2 separate regions of the Mus musculus genome follow, and region 1 is linked to region 2. Evidence: chromatin contacts called from public Hi-C data. All regions are on one chromosome and are shown on one strand. The core of a region is the stretch at or near the end of the contact, and the rest is flanking DNA. Distances in the headings are between cores, read along the strand shown.

The links. Hi-C and Micro-C count contacts between places; a contact is called where the count stands out from the background.
Region 1: a Hi-C map of nephron progenitors shows a contact between it and region 2, with 2.4 times the contacts expected there. The contact joins the enhancer-like site here to the promoter of AI197445 in region 2. A contact is called at or near these places in 3 of 484 Hi-C or Micro-C datasets (cerebral cortex and nephron progenitors), 8 of 115 datasets of contacts at active chromatin or transcription factors (bone marrow-derived macrophages, differentiating embryonic stem cells, embryonic forebrain and 5 more) and 1 of 9 other capture datasets (embryonic stem cells).

Annotation. Positions count from the first base shown.
Region 1 is chr13:107,542,259-107,549,233 of GRCm38.p6, reverse strand. The region is part of intron 1 of Gm32004 (a long non-coding RNA gene); the gene reads left to right. It overlaps Gm31920 (a long non-coding RNA gene), which reads right to left. Exons shown (of 4, transcript XR_382877.3): 1 at 6,842-6,975; 2 at 5,815-5,995. Among named protein-coding and RNA genes, the nearest start is that of Gm31920, 4.8 kb to the right of the region's middle. Within about 2 kb of position 2,818, at least 22 of the 459 cell types and tissues checked have an H3K27ac peak or open chromatin away from gene starts, as enhancers often do. A contact at or near this core is called in embryonic forebrain, where this site is marked.
Region 2 is chr13:107,467,409-107,474,175 of GRCm38.p6, reverse strand. It overlaps AI197445 (expressed sequence AI197445), which reads right to left and starts at 4,354. Exons shown (of 3, transcript NR_045083.1): 1 at 4,250-4,354; 2 at 606-1,729.

The sequences.
Region 1 (6,975 bases), core at 1,569-4,068, 77 kb before region 2:
AAGAGCCCACAGTAGGTCTTTTGAGGACACTAGCATAAAAGCTATGGAACAGCCAGTGTTTTAATTCCCTCTGTCAAGGGCCTACTTGGTAGGAATGCACAGTGACAGATGAGTTTGCAGTAGAACAACATGAAGACAGTAGTTTCCTTGGTCACTAAACCCCTCTTTAACTTCTAAACCCTACGTGGACTCTACCACTCAGCTGGTCTAGATGGGGGTCAGTCTTTGTATCCTTATTTTGACAACCACCCCAAATAACTATAGTTAAAAGGCACTGATTTCAAATATGTCTTTCAAATCTGGCAACTTGATATGGAAGCATAGTTTTTGTTCTTGATGGCATGGTCTTCCTTGGCTAAGTCCCAGATTTCCTGTCTGTAGGAGACTTTGAAACCCCATCTCTTCGAGGTTCTATGAGGGTTGATTTCCATGTTGCCCCTGGTTCATCTCTGCTAATACCTTGCTTGGTGTGGTAGATGGCCTCTATGGGCTCAGTCAATACGACTATGATGACTCAGGGATCAGGAAGCCCAGAAACCTGACTGGGTCACAGGTCAACCCAACCCTGAGGTCTCTGTAAATGTCACCTGACTCAGTTCTTACCTACATTATGTTTTTTCTTTTCCACATAGTGAAATCCAGGCCCAAGGAAGAAACCATTTACCTAAAGGCAGGGCAAAAGCAGGGAGCTGGGAGCTCAGTCTTTTTTCTACATACCATATCGGATTCAGGCCATGGATTATTCTAGAGAAAGACTCATTACCAAGTTGGTGGCACCTGAGGGGACAGCCCTTGCCTATTCTGCTTCAAACTTCTGGGCTGAACTAGCTGTACAGTGGAAAGCAGAGGACAGTTAGCAGCCAACGAGGGTAGATATCAAGCAGGAGGTTAGTGGGTTAGTGATGCCTGAGAACAAGGACAGGACAATGGGGAGAGGAGGCAGCTCAGAAGCCAGGAGCAGAAGGGAAAGGGCAAGAGAGTTGATGATGTCATGTTGGGGGGGTGAATATAGAATTATACATCCAGGATATGGCTAGGGTCTGAACAAGCTGACATATATCAGCTGGCACAGTAAGCTGGCAGACAAGGACTGAGTAAAACATGATGGTAAATGTATATTACCTTTCTCCTCGTTTAAAGGTGGCCCCTACTCCTAAGGGAAGGATGGAAAGCCATCTTCTTCTGTAGGGCCTCTGTGTGGATCCATCCCCCCTTTTTGGGACTCCCCCATCCATTCATACATTTATAGAGTTAGCAGGATTTATAGAATGTCACCTCAGGTCTTTGGGGGTATATAGAAGGGCTAGCTATCAGAGAAAACTAGTCTCTCTGGCCTGGAAGATTTTGATTTTTATGCCTTTTTTTTTTTCTAGACAGGGTTTCTCTGTGTAGCCCTGGCTGTCCTGGAACTCACTCTGTAGATCAGGCTGGCCTCGAACTCAGAAATCCGACTGCCTCTGCCTCCCAAGTGCTGGGATTAAAGGTGTGCGCCACCACGCCTGGCTGATTTTTATGCTTTTTATGTGTATTTGCTGGTATCAAAGTAAGGGATTTGCTACTGTGCAGCTACCACTGCGTTCAGATACCGTGTTGGGGCCCGAGGATGTCCCAAACCACTGCTGGGAAATGCCAACTTTTTATAAAAAATTAGGAATTAGCTCGAGCAGCTTGCCTGCTAAGTGAAAAAAAAAATTACATAATTTCTTCTGCACGGCTGCATGAAGCAGAGGTTTTCTTTCTTTCTCCCCCCCACCCCCCGAATGTACAGTAAATCTCAAGTGATTTATGTCATGGCACCTCTCCTTGAACACAATATAACATTGCTACCAAATTTAAATAAAAAATAAATGATGTGTTGTGCTAGGAGATTCTCCTGCCAACAGCTCTCGCACAATTAACACACTGGCAGAATGTGTTGCTAATTCCATGCCACTGGCGTGTTTTCTGCTTCAGAATATAGCAATGAAATCGGGTCAGAGATCCAATAATAACGAGCGTTCGTTAAAATATACAGCTCTGTGTGGTAGATATATTGTAGGCATGGGCGGGAAGTAGAAAGACCCACAGTGGTGCATTAAATAGCTCAGTCCCCCAAATAGAACTGGAAGAATTTGTCTTCAAGCTTCAGCAGAGAGAGAGGGAACAGCATGGAGAGAGAGAGAGAGAGAGAGAGAGAGAGAGAGAGAGAGAGAGAGAGAGAGAGAGAGAGATAGAGAGAGAGATAGTTCATCCCAAGTCCAGGGTTCCATGTTGGAAGAAAGGGCTTAATTATCAAGATCTGGCCACATACAAGGGAGGCAAGGAAACAAGGAAAACATAAACTCAACGAATCATGCAAAATTCTGATTCTGCAGGTTTCTCCAAGACAGTTTCTCTCTCTTCTCTTAGCCTCCTCACATAGGTTCTGTTCTTTTCCACAACAAAAACAGCGATGATGAAAATATTTTGGCAATGTTCAGGGCCTTTCACACCCATGACCCTGACCTCCAAATCAATTTTCTTTATTCTTAACCTGACCTTGGCTTCCATTCTCCCTGGCGTTCAATATTAGTTACAAAATCTTGAGCTCTTTGAGACCTTCTCCCCCTCCCCCAATAACCCTGGCAGGCCACACTTGTGAAGCCCCAGAGAGGAAAGAGAAAGGCTGCTTGACAAAGAGAAATAATAAGGAGATAAACAAGCCCAGTGTGTTCTCCAGGAGTCTCATTTGCACCAAATGCCATTAGCACCGTTATTTTTGCAGAGGACGGTGGAGCCTGCCTTGGCTCCCTGCTTGTGTCAGGCGCTTTGGATAACACCATACATCACCAGGCGGCCCAAGCGCTTCACTTAAATAGTGATATGTAAGGGAGAGCATGTTACATTCAATCCATCAGCCATGGGCTGGCTGAGTGCAGAAGCTGGAAAAATCGCTCACATTTCTCCATTGCTGCCTGCATTAATACCCGAAAGGGAGCGAGCTGAGAAAGGAAAGTGCCAATTTTGGCACACATGTTAAAAAGAGAAGCAAAGAATAGGAGGGAAAGAAACCATCTTCCAAACAAGGTGCCAAGGGGGCCAAGGGAGGCTTTTAACGGAGAAGACTGCTTTTCAAGACTGAGGCATTGACAAGGAGAATGAGGACTCGCTGAGACAAGAGTTCCAGGGTCAGCAGCATGCTTTCCGGAGAAGAAGTTAGCTGGCAGGGGCTATTTTTCTGCAAATTAGGTTTCTATCAAGAGTAACCGTGGAGGAGGAGCGGAGGGAAATGAATTGGAGTCTCTTGAATAATCAGGTATTGTTGGACTGTTGGAATGACCTATACACCGATGTGTGCAAAGACTGTTCCCATCCCTCCTTTCATAGGATGGGAAGCCTCCCACAGCTGTTGACAAAGTGTCCTAATAGGACGTCTTTGGGGATGACAGTGTGGCCCCATGAAACAATGGTCCGTAGAGTGTGGGCTCCACATGGCCAGAAAGGCATGGTCTTTCTGACCACTGCAGGCACGACAGGGCTGTGGGGGGCAGTGGGAGAGGCAGAATCCAAACTCTGGGCAGATTGTGGAGAATTATGACAAGAAGGGACAGAACCAGCTTTCCTTGGAGATGATAGAGGCAGTCCTTGAACTGACAGTTTAGCAGCGCTCAGTACCATATTCAGTTCAAAGGAACATCTGCCTGTGTCCAGTTCAGTTTCTGCTGAGAAGGCTCCCTGCACCCTCTTGCGGCTCCAGTTGTATCCTCCCGACTTAGATATTTGCAAATATGACTGAGACCCATGCTTGTCCATGTAGTCCAGATGCAGGTGAACTCTCAGTCAAAGTTCAGGGCTCCAAGGTGAAGCCCACAGAGATACGTCACAAGGAAGACACTCCTTATTATGCTTGTTTATCTCCTAAAACAAATGTCCTCCAAGCTGATACATTATGTAGTGACACAAAATAGTTAACATGGCAGGTGAGATTTATAGGCCCTTGAAATTTCTCAACTCCTTACCGTTAGGCCCTTGAAATTTCTCAACTCCTTACCGTTCTAAGGTGCAACCCGGTTACATCAGAAAATAAGAAGACAGCCATCCATTTAACACACGCTTTATAAGGATCTATCTCAGATATCCAAAAGTTAAAATTTAAATAGGAAAAATAGCTCATATGTTAAGAAAATAGAGTAATAGCAACCAAGAGAAATGAAGAGTCAGGAATGACGGCCAGTCTAGTTGGTGACTCGAGGTACAGGAGGGTGAAAGGTGAACAGGAGAAAGCTATGGGACAGTGACAAAAGCTGACGTCCCTGGCTGGAACCACCCTGTAATGAAACGGCATGCCATGTTCATCCTGGCAACTGTCAAAGCATAGCATAGCACCAAACACAGAGCAGGTGCTCCGTGAATATTTGCTGAACTGTGAGTCTGTGGTAACTGTCTGTCTCAGCTCCGGTTTCTATTACTATGATAGACATCATGATCAAAGGTCACGTGAAGAGGAAAAGGATTTATTTGGCTTATGCTTCCTCATTATAGTTTACCAATGAAGGAAGCAAAGGCGGGAACCCCAGTAGGGCAGGAACCTGGAGGCAGGAACTGAAGTAATAGCACCTCTATCCTTTCTGAGAGGGTAAAGCACACCAGGCATGTGGGAACTTCTGGGGCGTTTAGACTGTGGGCTTACTGTGTCTCTCAGATGCTGACTAGTTGACGATCTCAGACCTGACCTTCTCTGGGCCTTTCTCTTTCTCTCCCTCCCCTACTGCTTTGGTAGAAGAATTCTTTAAGTGTCACCTTTCAAAGACTGAGGTAAAACTATAGAGTTCCGTGTATCCATGTTTATGTTTAGAGAATTTCATCTCTCCCCAATCTCTGTGGGATGCTGTTACTGGAAGGCTGGATCTGTGGCAGGATGGCAATAGAGTTAAGATAGTCTCTTCATTACACAGTAGCTTACCCCTTGGAAGAAGAGAGAAGACCCAGGGGGTTTCCCACCTAGTGTCCAGAGATGCATACTCTGGAATACTTGGTCTTGTTCTGGGAAGAATATCTTAGAGCAGAAGATGTAGTGGAAAGTATTATGACAATGAATGACTGCCAGCTACCTTATTAAGAACCCAACTGAAACATAATCACAAAGCAGACCACAGTAACCCAGCTCCACACTCTCTACCACCCTCTCTAGGGTCTGCTCTCTAGAGCATCGCTTACCCAGCACTTAGTAGCAAGCCTGTGGTCTGAGGAAGTAGAATCACATTTTTTTTTGTTGCTAATTATTAAAGTGATCCAGATTTTAGAGTCAAATCAACAGGCATAGGAAATGAAGTCATCTGTGACTTCAGATTTTAAACATGGAACAGAAACTTTTATGTCGTTTAGTAGAGAATAAGTTGGTGTACCTTTTTTAAAAAAAATTGGAATGAAAAGATGATTACATCATTCTCTTCCTTTGCTTTCTTCCCTCTGACTCTTGCTTGTCCTTTGCTTTTTATCTCTGATTCATGGCCTCTATTTATTTAATTTGTGTGTGTGTGTGTGTGTGTGTGTGTGTGTGTGTGTGTGTGTATGCACATGTGATCTCATACTATCAAAATAGATAGTAGTTATATTTTTTGAGATGGGGGTCTCACCAAACTCTCCAGGCTGATCCTAAACTCCCAGGTTCAAGCAACTATGTCATACCTGGACATGTTTTAAATTTTGTATTCTACACAGTGATCCTCAGAGTAATTTTAGCTTCCTAGGAGAGTCCACAATATTATTGACTCCACATGCCTCACAAAGCCCACTTATCACTTGTAAAAATCACACATAAGACAGCATGTGGCACGTGTGTTTATGATTCCTTACCTGGAGCTTGGCAGCTTTGGTACTGTGACATCCTTACTCATTCACATATCCATCCAAAGACGACTGATCGACACCTATTCCTGAGGAAATATTTGGATTTCTTGGTGCTTTTTTCCCTTTTCTTTTCCACAGCTCCCATCCTGTCTTAATCCAGGGGCTGGGAGAAATACAGGTCTGTGTGCTGGAGAAGAGGCTAAAGGTTAATGATTTGTGCTTTCAAGAAAAACATAGACAATCATGACAAACATTCGGACAGCCTTTGAGTCAGAAGTCAAGAAAGTCTAACTCATGGACATTAGCTTTGTGCTAACACATATTCAGGTCCCCAGCTACTCTAAAGATGGAATCAGGAGGATCGCTTCATTCCATGAGTTCAAGGTCAGCCCTGACTATCTGGTTTTCACTCTATGGTCTTTGGACCAATGGTTTTGTCTTGAGTTTGTTGGAAATGGAAATCCCTGGACCCAAACTCCTAGCTCTGACCTACTGAACCAGAATCTCTAGGCCTAGGCTTCAAGGAATAGTGTGTTTAAAAAAAATGATTTTTACATACATTAATGTATGAAAACCACTGCCCTCCTGTTAACCAGGCTTTGCCTGAGCAAAGCCTCTTCTCTCTCTCTCTCTCTCTCTCTCTCTCTCTCTCTCTCTCTCTCTCTCACACACACACACACACACACACACACACACACACACACACACATACACAGAGCAACCAAGTCATTTATGCAGTTTCAACTCAGGGAGGGAAAAAAAATAGCAAGTTCCCAGCGATAATCAAAAGGGAAAATATTTGGACAGGTAATTTGGGGAACTGGCTATGGATCACTATGTACAATAATGAAGTTGAGCAATTAGGTTTGGAAATCCACAGCACAGAAAATAATTAACCCACAAAGTAATCATCTTGGAAGTCTCAAAGCTCATGATTAAAATAAACCTGAAACAAATGATTGTTTAACTTTTAAGCTGCGCTTGTTTTAGCCACCGTCGACTTCAGGTGTGAACTCCGGGGAGTTCTACCTACCTGGTGAGCCTGGATCTAGGATGAGAGAGCACACGTCCATTCTTCGGTGTTCCTTTCTCTGGGGGGAGATTGCTTAGACTATCAAAGAACACCACTCCAGTTTGCGTGGCGAGGTGGCCCGAGCTGCTCTGTCT
Region 2 (6,767 bases), core at 3,105-5,604:
GGCTCCTAGACTGAAAATCCAGCTAGAAATGGGATACCCAATGTCAGAGGTCAGTGTTGTCTTGCATCCTTCTGAGTGCTCCCTGCAATTCTTTTGATTTTAAAAATTGTACTTTTGTAGACTGGGGATTGAACTTAAGGGCATTTGTACAGGCCAGGCAAACACTTTGTCACCAAGCTACATCTCCAGTCTTTTACTTCTAGTGAGGGTCTTTTCAAGCTGCCTTGAACTTGCTTGGTAACCCAAGCAGGTCTTGAACTTAGCATGCTCCCACTGAAGGTTCCAAAGTAGCTAGGATTGCAATCCTGCAGGTTTGGAGAAAGCTGCATGCTCAGGGTTAGGACAGGCTGGGACAAATTGATTGAATGCAGAAAGGGTGAGGAACTCAAGAGGAGAGACATACTGGGCAAGATGATAATCTAAAATTGTGTTATATATTCTGGGTTAAGTGGCAGATGCTACAGCTACAGGCAACAGTCTCCAGACTCCAGTTGCTCCGTATGGACAATATGACTCTTCCCTGCTCACAACATTTGTCTTCACAATCCCCTTCACCGAAGTTATTTCCCCATGATACTTCCATCTCTTGTTCAAACCCAACATACCTGTTACAAATGACCATGACTGCACCTGTGTCTTTCCTGACCTCCCAGTTGTCATGGCTTCTTACTCTTCCTCCCCTCCCAGGAGTCCCCATCCCCTCACCCTACTTGGCTTTTTAGCCACCTTACACACTGGACAGGTTCCTTTTTGCTTTGTTGGTTGCTTCCTTCCTGTAGCATAGATTGCTTCTTTATCATGTTTTGATTTATCAGTCTCTTTGCTTCTAGAATGTATAGTAAGCACTCAAACAATAGCCGCTGAATGCAGGAAGAAAGGAACGTCAGAAAGGGTCGGTAGAGAGGGCTGGAGGACAGATCCAGGCAGAAATCAAAGCACGGTGTACAGGTGCTCGAAGACCCATGACATTCGTATCCAGAACTCCAAGAGTTGGGTGCTCAAAAGGTATTGTTGATGTTAGGCGTCCACCTCCGCAGGCTCCTCAACTAGAGTCAATCAAACTGAATCAATTTCTTTGCCATCACTTAATGATCACCCTTCTGACTCCAACTCCTACATGCCTGGGCTGGTTGCTGATGCAGCATCCACTCCTGACTCAGCTTTGACCGCTCAGCATCCTGCCTTTCAGAGATGCCTTGATTTCATGTGTTCCTCACTCTCTATTGAAGTAGAAACTTCAGTTATGTCAAATAATGTTTTGCTGGGGCACACAGGTGAAAGGATGTTTTGCTATAGCAGACATGTGAAAGGAGGCATGATGTTTAGATGGAAGATAAACATGACCCCACAGATAGTGGGGGCTCAAGCATTGGTTTGCTTTGCTCTGCCTTGTTCGTTCGCTAATCTTCACTAAGGACACACATGTATTGTTCGCCTTACATCATTGTGTTGCTGAGCTTGGCTTCATAGAGAGAAACTCGACAAAGAACTTCTCATGAGCTTCCTTCCACGGACTCAGGCCAGTCAGCAAGCCTTGCGGTTTCTTCTGGATTGGACTGCACTTGCTGATTCGTCGTGGACTGGTCTGCAGCTGCTGGCTCGTGTGGGATATTTGCTAGGGGGCTGGACTGAGAGCAATGAAGACTGGAGTCACCTCAAAGAACTATTTCTAAACAGGCCCACTCTCCTTAATAACCTTTCTTTTCTTCTATCTCTGGTGGTTGGTAGACTAGAAAGGAATTTGAACCCTTATTAAAATAAATTGTGAAAAATATATGCCTACATTCCATTATCATTATTCCTATCATCTCGTAATGGGCAACGCCATCTCAATCAGCTCTCTGTGTTAAATACAGAGTTCTCAAACAACTACATTCTTTCACCTCTGGGACAAAGTCCAAACTTAACAACACATCATATGAAACCCTATGCTCTTACCACCCATTCTAGCATCATCTTTCCTCCTGCACCAAGGTTACTCTCCCCAGCCCTCGAGCCCCCGAAGGCTCCTGCCAGTCTCCCTATCTTTCACGATGCAGCTTGTGTTGTAATTTGCCCATATTTAATCGCACAGGTTCTTGAATCTGTTCACATTTTGAGGATTTATCTCTCTAATCAACAGTGTCCAGGAAATAATTGGCATATAATTTTTCTTATCACATATAAATATTTAGTAATTAAAATGAAAAGCATCCATGTATGTTCCCCATAGGATCACATTATATGCTACAGTAACTACTCTGCCCCAACCCCTGCCTCCAAGTCTCTGATTAAAAATGATTGAGCTGGATCAGGGGTGTGGTTTCAGAAGCTCTGATCCCAGTCCTTGAAAGGCTGAGGCAGGAAGATTGGATGTTTTCTAGATTGTGGACACTATTTCACACACCCTAGGCATATTTATTCATTTAAGGCTCATAAGAACCCCCATGAGATGGAGCCAAAGTGATTTTCATCTTGCAGAAAAGTTGTTGTGCCCAGTGTCACATGGACTATAAGCCTGGCATTCAGGCTTGACCATTGGCTAGTCCACATCCTTACCTGACTCACGTGTCATCTCCACGGGTCTTAGTGCTGTAGATACCTTCAACATTTTAATTCTGTGACAATGGAGCTTGTTCTGATGGGAAGGTAGATCAGCTGCTAAGGGGGATGGTAGAATACCCAGAACAGGGGACCTTGCAGAAAGCAACATCCTAGCTGTCTGGGATTTCCTAGGTTTGCTTTAAGCATCTCCCAAGGATGCCAATCAAGTTGGCATTGTTCTGACAGAATCTCGGACTTCTGGCTTTTTCTGCTGTCCTGTACATTTTGGGTCCCTAGAGATGCTCTGACATTTCCAGCTCTGAGCAAGAAAGCGATGGGACCAGATCACCCGATTTCTGCCTGAACCTCAGACTCCCAGCCCGTTTGCACACGGCAGAGGCCCGTCTGCTACAGAAGAACCTCAAGGTCACTCACCAAGGCTTCATTGTATCTGTGCTTTACCTTTAAAAGGAACATCTTAACTCATCTCCTGTCCTTGGGTGCTTCATGGAATCCGTGCATGTTAATAGCCATTCCTGTCAAATGCCTGTCACCATTGCTGTGAGACTGTGTGTCACAGCGTTTGAGATGATGCAGCCAGATACTATCGACCAGCTCAGCATCTCTCTGAGAAACCCATGTTCAACTACATCCCTGTGGGTAATAAACAGGATGGATGCCCTCATCCCATGATAGAGCGTTATCTACAAATATATAACTCAAAAGAAATTACCACCAATATTCTTTTAATTGGAAATATCCTTCTTCCGCCTAAGCAGATACGTGCAAGCCCCTCTCTTACTGAAGCCATCCACAGCAGAGGAACATGTGTGTGAATGACAGCCTTTTAATCTTCCCCCGTAATCAGCTCCCCAAGCCCGAATGCTGAGTCTGTGAAACTGGCAAGGCCAGCCTGTTTCTCAGCTACCTCCTGCCGCAGGCTCCGGTGGGTCTGCCCTGCCCTTCTCCCTAACTTTAGCACTGGGACTCTTTAGAAAGCCAGAATATTTTTCACCCTGGGCTTGATCCTCCATTAAAACCAGCCGACCTAGAAAAATGAAGCTTAGGCGAGGCGGCTTTTCTGATCCCATTATCGATAAGCTCTTAGAGTTCATCAATGAAAATTAGAAGTTGTTAATCCTGTACATTTCCCCCCCCATCCCTTGATTTTTAATTACAGAAGAGAGAAGTAATGGATAACGTCTGGGGTTGCAGAGACACTGAAGCTGTCAAGAGAAAATTAAATTTACAGTCAGAGAGTTTTGTTTTCTCAAGTGTCCTTATAAAATTCGAAAGAGGCTCCTGGCATCACCAAGGCAATTCAACTGGTTTCCTAAACTGGCAGGATTTTCTTCGAAGAAGCCCTCCTTCCTTTGCCAAGAGAGTGTCTTAATGACAAGGACTGGACCTAAAGGGAACTCATTCAGAAGAAAACTGCATTAAAAGAACATTAAGGGCGATGTTTTAAAGTCTGATTTAAACTCATGAAAGCAAGGAGATTTATTGTTGAAGCCAAATCGCCGAGCTGACGCGCCCTGCCTGGTAATACATTCTGATTGGAGCACAGGGGATTGAATCTGTGCAGAGACATCGCTCACTGTGGCCTCAGCATTCCAGCTGCTGAGCCAGGAGATAGTGATGGGGAGCCGGGAGGGGGGCCACACAGGCTGGGGACAGCCACATTTCTAAAAGCAGATGGGCTAACATCCCATGGGGAACAACTCACCAGGGAAGTAGGAGAAGGGCGCTGCCAGCTGAGGTCAGCCTTGACATTAGTCGACAGCTCAGCAGCCTCGAAGCAGCTCCCAACACAAACAGTCATGGGTGGAGTGGGGGCTGGGAGGCCGGGTGGGGGGTGCGGGGAGGGGTTCCCTGGAGAATTGGAGGCTCAGCAGGAAGTTCCAGCCCATCTCCTCTGAATCCTAGCCAATCCTCCTCCACTCCCTGGCCCCACCCCACCCAGGGGGTGGGGCAGAATCTTCTCTTGGGCAGCTCCTTCTACATTCAAAGGGACCCGTGACAGAATGAACCCCAACCTCAACCTGCTGCTCTATTTTCCTTGGCAAGTTTCTACTTGTGCTGCAGACCTGGCTGCTAGCCAAAGGGCCAGCTGCTTGCCACCTTGCAAGTCAGGATCTGATTTCTAGATTAGCAGTGTTTGTGCCAATGTTGGAAAGGTACATTGAAGTCACCTGGAAAAAAATCAAAGAACACAGCCTTGAGCTCCTGCCCCCGCTTCCCTCCCAGTTCAAGGTCATGTGTCCCAATGATAGCTTCTATATTTCAGTTGGGGATGGCATTGCATTCTATTCCAAATAACAATGGTCTCCAGAGTAAGCCTTGGGGCTTTTTCCTCTTGACTTTCAAACTGATCCATCCCCCTTTGTGCCATTTTTAGTGTCCCAGTGCCTGTACAGATGTCTATTTCTTGGACTATCTGTTGCTTCCCCATGCATGGATATAGGGCTGTCTATTCAAGTGGTCACATTTGGATAGCCAAGAGATAGTAAAGATGTGCCAACAGGTCAGTCTGTGAAAACTAGAAGACCACAGAGTGTCACTTGAGCAGGGACCCAAAAGTGTGTGTGTTGTGTGTGTGTGTGTTGGGGGTGGTGGTGGTGGTGGTGGGTTGTTTTGTTTTCTGAGTTCGGTTGTTTGTTGATGACAGATTCTCATTCTAGCCTAGGATGCCCTGGAATTTATTCAGAAACCCAGACCAGTCTCAGTCTCTTCTACTTTCCATCTCTCGAGTGCTGGAATTACAGGCATGAGTTGCTACTCTTGGATCAAAAAGTCTTTGGTGAAAGTGAAGTCAGGTGTTTGAGACCAGGCAAGCCTCCTTCAGGAAACAGAATCAGGAACCGACCTGGAGGGCTCAGGTGACTAGGTGGGATGTGAGATCTTTCTGTTATATATTTATCTAGTAATGTGTATGTTGAGTGCTTCTCAACATCACAGAGCATGAAGCTGTGCAAACACATAGGTGGAGTAAATTCGGCAAGTAATGCCATCCATGAATGTTCACAGTAGAGACAGAAAGAGCTGTGGGGAGCGTTAGAAGGATGCTCCACGGCAAGTGGAGCTTGAAGGAAATAGAAACCGCTCAAAAGTAAGGAGTAAGAAGTGTGGAGGGCAGAGTCCATGAAGCTCAGAGTGGGAATTTAGCCTAGGGACCTGTGACAGTGGAAGAGAGACTGGCTGCACAGTGGAGACATGGTTACAAAGGCTGTGTGCCCTTCTAAGGAACGCTAATCCTCTCTGGTAGCTAATAAAAAGCCAATTAATGATGTTAAAAGCGTCTGAATTATCATCAGCCTAAGGTAGCTGAAAACTCAAACTTCATCACATAATTGTCCTATTTGGAATAAAGAGGATGACCCTGAAGGGAGTCAATATTGGTTTGGATGGTATGAAGCTCTGAAGAAGATCCACAGGTATCCCAGGCCCCAAGAAAATTGTTCATACATTGAAAGTTTTGTGAATGATTTTGTGTGCTCCCTAAAGCCAACCCATAATATCTATATGTCTTATATCTATAGATAGTTTTCTCTAAAGAGAGCCATGGCAAAGAATTTGCTCTTCAAGAATTTCATACACCTTAAGAAATGGTGTGTCACAATGTCTGTTTTTGCTTTCAAATGGTTCACGACATTTTAAAAGTGCGTGTGCTCACATGCATTTCCAGAGAAAGAAGCAACATACTCTTGCTTATGGTAGATGAATCTGGGGGTGGGGGTGGTATATGAGTGTTCATTATAATTTCTTTCAACTTTCTGTACATTTGAAATAAAAAAAAGCCAAAGAAAGCCCCAGCTGAAGATGGAAGTAACAGGAATGAATATAAAGTAATGAGCCTTATTCATTTATATTCCTTTACCATATTCTGTCTGAACACACTCTGTAGTGGTTCAATATTTAGTTGGAATAATCAATAGGATGTAGTGTCTGATGAAAGGCACAGTGGCAGAGCTTGAAGTGGCCCATGTGAATGATGGGCAGCTCACTGAACAGGGCAACCAGAAGGCATAGGGCAGCAAAGGGGAGGGAGGGTGAGTCAAATTTATTCCGAGGGCAGCGTTTTTAAAGGTGTGGGGGATGCCCTGGAGTGGGTCACCAGAGATGAGTACGATTAAAGGGACTGTGAGTGCAGGCGACCTCGGCCAAGGACAGGGAGACTCTTGTAAGGAGGCAAGGCTTAGGAAGTGACATTTGTAGTGGTTGCCTGGAGACCTGTAAAACGAGTA